3 separate regions of the Mus musculus genome follow, and regions 1 and 2 are each linked to region 3. A link is a contact called in public Hi-C data. All regions are on one chromosome and are shown on one strand. The core of a region is the stretch at or near the end of the contact, and the rest is flanking DNA. Distances in the headings are between cores, read along the strand shown.

Region 1 (2,700 bases), core at 14-2,513, 110 kb before region 3:
AAACTTCCAGTGACGTTGAACATACACACAAACACACATCGAGATACAAATAAAAAAAAAAAACTGATAGTGAAAACATGCTATGAACTAAAACCAGGCATTACAATTATCAGTCTGAATGAAAGGCAACAGAGATTCTGAAAAGCAAGCTGGCCATCTATTGTACAGATAGAACTAGAACCAACAGATTTAACATGCAATCATAAGGAATGTGCGTGAAATAAGAATCCAGTGTGTCAAATTCAGAATAAGAACTTGGAAAGGCTTATTCATCTTATTTTCATTCTGTGTATTCTTGAAGTACATTTTGAAGAGACTTCCAATGCATACCCAGGAAGATGGATGTACACATGTAAAATAGATGATATGGCTAATAGAATGAACCCCCCGAATATGTCCAACTCAGGTTCTCTGGAGGAAGAGAGAGAAAGAAGATAGTGGGTAACAGAAACATGTGCTGATGGAACATGTAACGTGGAAGATGGAAGATGAAGGTGTGTTATCACTAGAGGGAGGAAAAGAGTAATCTATATCTAGAGATATTCTAAAGAAAGGGGAAGTGGGTACTGCAAGAAAGCTGGGGTGTCTTTAAGAACAAAACCTGAGCAGGGCAGTGAGCTATTGGATGGGACACAGGGCCCCCAATGGAGGATCTAGAGAAAGTACCCAAAGGAGCTAAAGGGATCTGCAACCCTATATGTGGAACAACAATATGAACTAACCAGTACCCCCCGGAGCTCGTGTCTCTAGCTGCATATATATCAGAAGATGGCCTAGTCGGCCATCAGTGGAAAGAGAGGCCCATTGGTCTTGCAAACTTTATATGCCTCAGTACAGGGGAACGCCAGGGCCAAGAAGTGGGAGTGGGTGGGTAGGGGAGTGGGGGGGGGGCCCACGGGGGACTTTTGGGATAGCATTGGAAATGTAAATGAAGAAAATCCCTAAAAAAAAAAAAAAAAAAAAAAAAAAGAACAGAACCTGTCTCTGCTTTTGAGTATTCTTTAACTCGGAATTAGGTTGCTGGACTTGATGTAGTTCAATGGCCCCAGGTTGGTCATGATGTCTTATCACAGCAATATAAAGGGAGACTAAGACAGGAGAGGGCTGCTGGTTAGTCCAGTTGGCACAGCCATTGAGGTTTCCAGGGGCCTCCTCTTAGTCTTAGTTACCTACTCAGACATTGCTTCCAGGCCAAAGAGATAACAAAGAACCAGCAACCAGAACTCTCCTCTAGCACTCCTGTTGTCCACAAAGGATATTCTAAGAACTGCCACACTGGGGTCCCTGGGCCTGACCAGTTTTTATCTCCTTTTTTTTTTTTTTTTTTGCATCATTAAGAAGAACTTTGCTAGGGGCTAGAGAAGTGGGGCCCAGCCGTTAGGAGCACTGGCTGCTCTTCCAAAGGACCTGGGTCAATTCCCAGCACCCACATGGCAGCTTACAACTGTGTAACTCCATTTCTAGAGGATCCAACACCCTCACACAGACATAAAGGCAGGCAAAACACCAATGCACTTAAAATTTAGAAAAAATAGTTTAAAAAAGAAGAAGAATTTTGCTGTATGAAGTTAAATAAATACCATTCAATTGGGTGGGAAGCAGTTCTAGGTATAGAAAGCCCACAATGTTAAACAATGCCCATAGATTGGCAACATAAACATTCAAATGTTGTTTTTCAGGTCTCTCTTTGATAAAAAAAAAAAAAAAAAACATCAGTGTGGTCTGTTAACAAGCTTTGCTCTGTGCCTTTGTGATCCATTGGTGTTTGAGTGAAGACAGCCTTACCTGAACAATCCCAAGCCAATGACTTAACACAACACAGTACAGTAAAACAGTGTAGTGCTCACTTTCCCTCGTAAGCATCAAAAGTATCACCAACAATACAACAAACGCTATTTCCATCTCTGTCCTCATGACGTCATCCTTGAAAATACAACCTAACGCCATGGCTCTCCGGAGCAATCACAGGGAGCAGGTAACAAGAGGTTTGGATCCAAGATTCTTGTGATCAGAGGGTTGAGTTCTCCGTCCTTCGTGTTATATGAGACAATGCTCATCCTTTACGGCAGTGGGGCAACTTGAGCACTTAAAAATTAATTATATCTAGGCAGACAAGGAAAGCAGGACTTAATAGTTACTGCAAAATGGCATCCATGATCTCACTATGGGAGGAAGGTAAATAAGACTACAGGGCAGTTTCAACATTGATAACCAGTAGGAAACCCTAAGGTCCTGTTTTGGGAGAAGTGACGGAAATGGCTGTCCCTGAGAGCTATGGCTCTGAGGACATTCTGAACCTCTGCCTAATAAGATCATTCAACGCTGCCTCTTGAACTACAATTTTGACCTTGAAAGTTGCTGCTTTTCATTAAGGGAAGCATGCATGCTCTGAAGGATCCAAGGGCTTTACCTCATAAAGCATTTACTGTCTACATCACCCAAAGCCCCAGGGTTTAGGATTTTAGGATGACAATTAGGGAAATCAGAGCACAAGCTAGCTGAGTGGTACTGACAGGCTTGTTAAGGGCTGAAGGAGAGGAGTTCCCCGGAGAACTCTGAAGAATTCCCAGACTCGCTCTAACAAGGACAAGGCGAGTCTCCTTGTAGCAGGCCATCCTTTATTCAGAAACTTCATTCTCCTTATTTACTCCCAATCCTCTGGGAAAGTGCAAGATTCGTAGTGACTCTGAACCATGATAG
Region 2 (2,700 bases), core at 79-2,578, 120 kb after region 3:
CTAGTTCATTTTTGCCGTTCATTCTGGTCTGTACTGGACCACAGGACATTTCTCTCGGTGATCTCTCTGGCTGTGCATGTGAATCTGTGACCATGCTGCAAGAAGAAGCCTACACCTTTGAGGACAGTTGGTTTACAGAAAGCTGTGTCTTGAAGCACGGCTCAGGACACTTGTAGCCTTTCCTCAGTGATGGAGTCTGACCTGAGAGCTCTAAGCTGAAATAAACCCTTTGCTCTGTAAGCTGCTTTTGGCCATGGTGTTTATCACAGCAATAGAAACCTGAAGATAGACCAATTATCTTGGATCAACTCAAGAGTTAGTCATGCTATTGGCTCCTGGCTGATTTGGGGGGTTCTTCATCTATACTGTGACAATATAAGTTCTTTCCTACATTTTGATAGCTGATAGGTGCTTTCAAGTACTGCATTGTACTGTAGCTCTTTCAGGCTTAAGGCCCAGCTCTACATAAAACACTGGCTGTCCATTCTTTGTTTTCTTTTCTTTTAACCCTTGTCCTATATTGATAGATGATCTTTAGTATGCACTCAGCAGCATGGCCATGAACCTGACTGTGAAAGCCGAGCTCTGCAAACAGTCTTGATAATAGATAGGAAAATTACCATCATACAGTGGCCTTCAAAACATGTTATCAAAAAAAGCCGCATTGGTGGTATGGTCCTGTGATCTTAGCATTACAGAACAAACACCAGAGCGACATAGTAAGAGCCTGTACAAAAATTAAAAATACAGAAAAAAAAAACAAAAAAACAAACAAACAAAAAAACCCCAAAAACCAAAAACCAAACAAACCAAACAAACAAAAAACCCAAACCTTTGAAAATATTAAAACTTCCCTACTATAGCTGTATTAGAAAACAAAAATAATACTAATGTTGAAAGTATTACATGGCAGATCAGACTGCTAAAACGTCAGTATTTTAAATGTCATGTTAAATATAGCTTGATGCTTTTTGTCTTGCTCTGTGGCTTTGGAAACAGAGCAGACATCCCCTGGTAAACTGTCAGGCTCCCTTCTTAGTTCCTATTAGCCTGCAGCTGGCAGCTTTATACTCTGTTTCAGGGTTCAGAATTCTGTGATGTGGTTTTTTTTATTTGATGTTTTTGTTGTTGGAGTTTGCTATTGTTTGTTTTTTTGTTTGTTTTGCCATTTGTTTTCCAGAGTCACATCCTCAGGGACATTCCCATTGTCACATGATCCTTAACTTCACTCGTGTTAGTGAGTTCACCATCCTCGAGCTGCCCAGGCTGCATCTGGAGTGGTGCTCCGTGGTGGCAGTGTCAGCATCCCCATAGCAGCTCTCCTGTAACTCTGCTTATGGTCTATTGCAATGTCACACGCAGTGCTCACACTTGTCATTTCCTGGCTCGTTCACCCCTCTTGCCCAGTTTCCTTTTTTGATGATACATTGAGTGCCTGTGGGCTGATCACTGGGAGACGAGGGGAGATATCATAACCAGGCGCTTGGCTGTCTGCCCAAACTTAGCATAACCATGCAGTGGCTGGTCTTCAGTAGTTGTGACATGATGACACTTCTTCTATTTATTTCATATTGTGAGTTGTGTATTAAAGACGTCTCATGGAGCATACTTCATGACTACTCTCTGGTTGCACTTTGGTAATGAAACTTCAAACTGTATTTGAAGGACTAGAGTTACACAAGTTAACCATGGGACCCATGCATGCCAGAAGAGTGTAACATGAGAGCTACTGGGATTTACTTCTGTGTATTCTAGACACCATTCATTTACTTTTTCTTCTTGTGCCCACTCAAAATTGCCCCACGAGGAATTTGGTTATCTCTTGGTGCTATTTGGGAAAATGTCACTATGATCATTGTTGGGAAATTTGAGAAAATCAATTTTCCATCATAAGAGCCTTGAGGACTCATGTAAGTCCTCAAAGCCTAGATTATTGAAAGTAACAAGACCTTTCTTTGAAAGCACTTGTAAACCAAGTGATGTTTTTAGGGGTTTTTCTTACTGAACAGGAAAAATAATTCGGGAGAAATGAGGGCAAACACTACATTGCAGTGGCGATTTCTATCCAAACCAGAGAACAAAAGTATTCTGACAAATATTATTACAGAAAGTCAGTCTGTGACCTGGTTGGTGACCCCTAATGGTAATGTGAATTTATGCTAAGTTTAATGTGAATTTTATTCAACAGTGTTAAGCTTGGCTCTTCCCTGGAGTGCTCATACGATCACTAAGCCATGTCGTTACTCACTGACTTCATTGTAGGAAGAATTGGGCCAAACTGTAGCACAGCATTCTACTCTTACATAAATAGAGTCACCAATTCCTTTACACTTTCAAAATCTGACAGCACTACTCATGAATATCCTCTGAAATTCTGAAAACTTTCATTAGACCAGAATAATTTGTCTTTGGGAGATGTCTGCTGGACATTCCCTTCTGTTGTGCTCATATATTTGCCATAAAAAAAAAAAAAGGCTGTTTTTTTTTCTAGGCCTGTGGACAAGGAATATGATCTTTTGTAGTGTTCAGCCTGATAAACTTATTTCATCAGAGAAGTTGGCTAGGATGTGGAATTTATTACAGTTATCTTACTCACTTCCAGCAAATAAACACTTTATGCATGGCAGTCCATTTTTCTCCAGCACCAGTTCCACAAGGCCTTCATCTTTGTGTGTGTGTTTAAATAATGAAATTGTACTT
Region 3 (2,700 bases), core at 155-2,654:
TTAGGAAAAACATATTAAAATATAATTTTAAATCCTAGTACCTTTCTTCCCTAAATTTTTCTTTTTCTTGGCTCTTACTTTCTAGATATATAACACATTTATACACAGACACCTTTGGTGTTCACTAAAACTCCCAATTAGTTTAGATAAGAGAAAAGTTGATTTCTATCATAAACTACCACCCAAGACAATGGCAGTCAATACAATGGCAAGTAAGACAGTTCATTTAATCTATAAAAGGGAGTAATCCACAGTGGGATGATAGGCAATATGGAGCTCCTCTGCTGTGCTCAGTGCAATAGCCAAATAGAAAATGTGAAACAACTTCTTTGCCTAGGTTCTGTTGTAGCTGTGGATGCCAGAGGTCAACATGTGTCATTTTTGAGATAAGGTTTCTCACATGGATGTCACCAATAGCTTCATTGACCAGCGAGTTCTAGGGATCTCCCTCCCTCCTCCTCTATCTCCCAGTGCTGGGTTCGCAAGCACATTTGACCACAGCAGGCTTTGTAGTGGGTGCTGGGGATCTTCCTACTGCACGGCAAGCCGTTTACCTACAGAACCACCCCCCTTCCCCATTCCCTAATTATATGCTCTGCAAGGGTCTAGAGCATTGGTTCTCAACCTGTGAGTCAGGCCCCCATTTGAAGGTCACCTAAGACCATTGGAAAACAACAGATACTTACAGTCTGTAACAATAGCAAAATTATAGTTACAAAGTAGCAATGAAAATAATCTTACAGTTGGGGGTTACTACAACATGAGGGACTGTACTAAAGGATCACAGCATTGGGAAGGTGGAGAACCACTGGTCTAGAGGCAGGGACTACCCAACTACAAGTCTGTGCAATGCCTAGAATTCAAACATTGATATCTAAATTATCTTCTTAGAATTTTTTTAAACAAATGAAACCAACGCATTCCTTTTAGAGAACTGATTCCTAAACTGGGAAGGAAAGTATATATGTACCAAAAATGTCTGGCTCTGCCATAAAGTACTCAAAGTATGTTGGGGAAATATCCAATGAACAGCCAGATACAGAGACAAGTTGAGCATCATAATAATGAACTGTATAACCACAGGCCCATATAGATACGACTCCTTACAATAGGATGTCTGATGTGTGACAACGTGGATGCTGCACTTAGAAAAACACCAGCTGCAGGTACCATGCTAGCTAATTGGAGGGAGAATCATCAGTGAATGCCGAAACGACTAGGGGGAAGCTCGATGAGAAATGGGGTGACTGCATGGTTTCATTGTAGAAAAAGTAACCCACAAAGAGAGAAAACTGTCAATATACACTGGAAAATCCGGTACATACCACTTACATTAAGTTGATCAAAGTTAACATCACCAGTCTTGGACAACTACCGTTTACCACCTGAAGAGGGCACACAGTTGTTGGTCATACTGGAGATGCATAGCCTGAATATAATAACAAAATGACAGCCACGTCCCAGTTGAGAGGCTTGTACAAACAGCCTGTGTGCTTCAAAAGTGACTAGATGAGGTACAAGGACCAAGGAATTGTCCCTGACTATAGGGGAGAGCAGAAGCATGACACCTGAACACAGCACTGCTCTAGATTGGACCCTGGATCAGTAAGGAGATGTAGACTGGTGCTACAAAGTACATTTTAGCACAAAAGGAAAAGGTTGGGTAAGGTCTATACTTTAGAAAATTGCATCTTAATTTCTTAAGTTGGTTTTGAGCCGTGGTAATTGAAAAGAATTTATGTAAAATAGTACACATAATGATTTAGCCATAAAAGGGCATCATGCCAGCAGTGTAAATGGTTCAGGAGACGACTATGTGTGTATTGGGGGGAGGGGGAGCTAGAGTTGTATATAGAAAGATGAAAGTGATAAGTCATGACATAATAGTTCAATCCTGATTACCTTGATTGGATTCTGGCCCACATACAACATGTTCCATTACTATGTACAACTAGCATGTTAATTTAAAAACCTAACAGGCAGTATGGTTTTTGGATGCTATTTCTCAAGTCTCTACCAAGCAGGTGCCTAAGATTATGCTAAATTTAAAAGAATCACCATGACATAATATTGTTAACTAGTCATTAAAAGCTTTCACTAAAAAAAAAAACAATAGAAATTATGATAAATTGTTACCATATTGAGAATCTGGGAAACAGATATGTAGAAATCTGTTGAACTGTTGCAGCTCTCCTGTAAGTCTAAAGTAATAGTTCATACAGGTGACATGCAACTGGGCAGCCTCTCCCCCGAATATACCATTCATTTATTAGAACAATATGATCTTCCGTTGAGATGCTGTAGTTCACCGATAAAACAAAGTTATAATTGTATTCACTGATCAAATTGAACAAATTCTCAATCAATCCAAACAAGGTTTCTCCACCTCCCCCTTTCCCTTTCCCTTAAATTTGCAAGCAGTGCTTAGGTTTTTACTTTTGTGGTTTGTTTTTTAAGAGTATCAGAACCTCTGTTGGAAGGGTTCACAGAGAACATGCCCATGCAAATAGGTATGAGAACCCTATGTCATCTGGTGCTATGCCCCATCCCTTCACGGGTTTCAAGAGAGCCTGTGTGAGAACACGAGACGCCTGTGGATTTGGCTCAGAGCTCCCAGCATGGATGATGAGCAGGCACTCTGTGCTCCCTGAACACAACACAGTATGAAGATGTAGGCTTCCAGATGATCCACTGGCCATC

Evidence for each region. Hi-C and Micro-C count contacts between places; a contact is called where the count stands out from the background.
Region 1: a contact with region 3 is called in a Hi-C map of the G1E-ER4 cell line, with 2.7 times the contacts expected there. The contact joins two enhancer-like sites. A contact is called at or near these places in 1 of 15 datasets of contacts at CTCF or cohesin (pro-B cells) and 4 of 484 Hi-C or Micro-C datasets (B cells, the G1E-ER4 cell line, bone marrow-derived macrophages and 1 more).
Region 2: a contact with region 3 is called in a Hi-C map of CD8 T cells, with 5 times the contacts expected there. The contact joins two enhancer-like sites. A contact is called at or near these places in 1 of 15 datasets of contacts at CTCF or cohesin (large pre-B cells), 39 of 484 Hi-C or Micro-C datasets (B cells, CD4 T cells, CD8 T cells and 21 more), 7 of 115 datasets of contacts at active chromatin or transcription factors (CD8 T cells, the HPC-7 cell line, the SCID.adh cell line and 3 more) and 1 of 9 other capture datasets (embryonic stem cells).

Annotation. Positions count from the first base shown.
Region 1 is chr16:49,659,773-49,662,472 of GRCm38.p6, forward strand. No RefSeq gene overlaps it. Among named protein-coding and RNA genes, the nearest start is that of Gm31494, 16 kb to the left of the region's middle. Within about 2 kb of position 1,264, at least 3 of the 459 cell types and tissues checked have an H3K27ac peak or open chromatin away from gene starts, as enhancers often do. A contact at or near this core is called in the G1E-ER4 cell line, where this site is marked.
Region 2 is chr16:49,886,968-49,889,667 of GRCm38.p6, forward strand. All of the region lies in intron 3 of Cd47 (CD47 antigen (Rh-related antigen, integrin-associated signal transducer)), which reads left to right. Among named protein-coding and RNA genes, the nearest start is that of Cd47, 33 kb to the left of the region's middle. Within about 2 kb of position 1,329, at least 80 of the 459 cell types and tissues checked have an H3K27ac peak or open chromatin away from gene starts, as enhancers often do. A contact at or near this core is called in B cells, CD8 T cells, Th2 cells and 1 more, where this site is marked.
Region 3 is chr16:49,765,092-49,767,791 of GRCm38.p6, forward strand. Gm15518 (a long non-coding RNA gene) reads right to left here. Exons shown (of 5, transcript XR_003951928.1): 4 at 1-2,700. Ift57 (intraflagellar transport 57) reads left to right here. Exons shown (of 11, transcript NM_028680.3): 11 at 1-35. Among named protein-coding and RNA genes, the nearest start is that of Gm15518, 9.5 kb to the right of the region's middle. Within about 2 kb of position 1,405, at least 42 of the 459 cell types and tissues checked have an H3K27ac peak or open chromatin away from gene starts, as enhancers often do. A contact at or near this core is called in B cells, CD8 T cells, the G1E-ER4 cell line and 2 more, where this site is marked.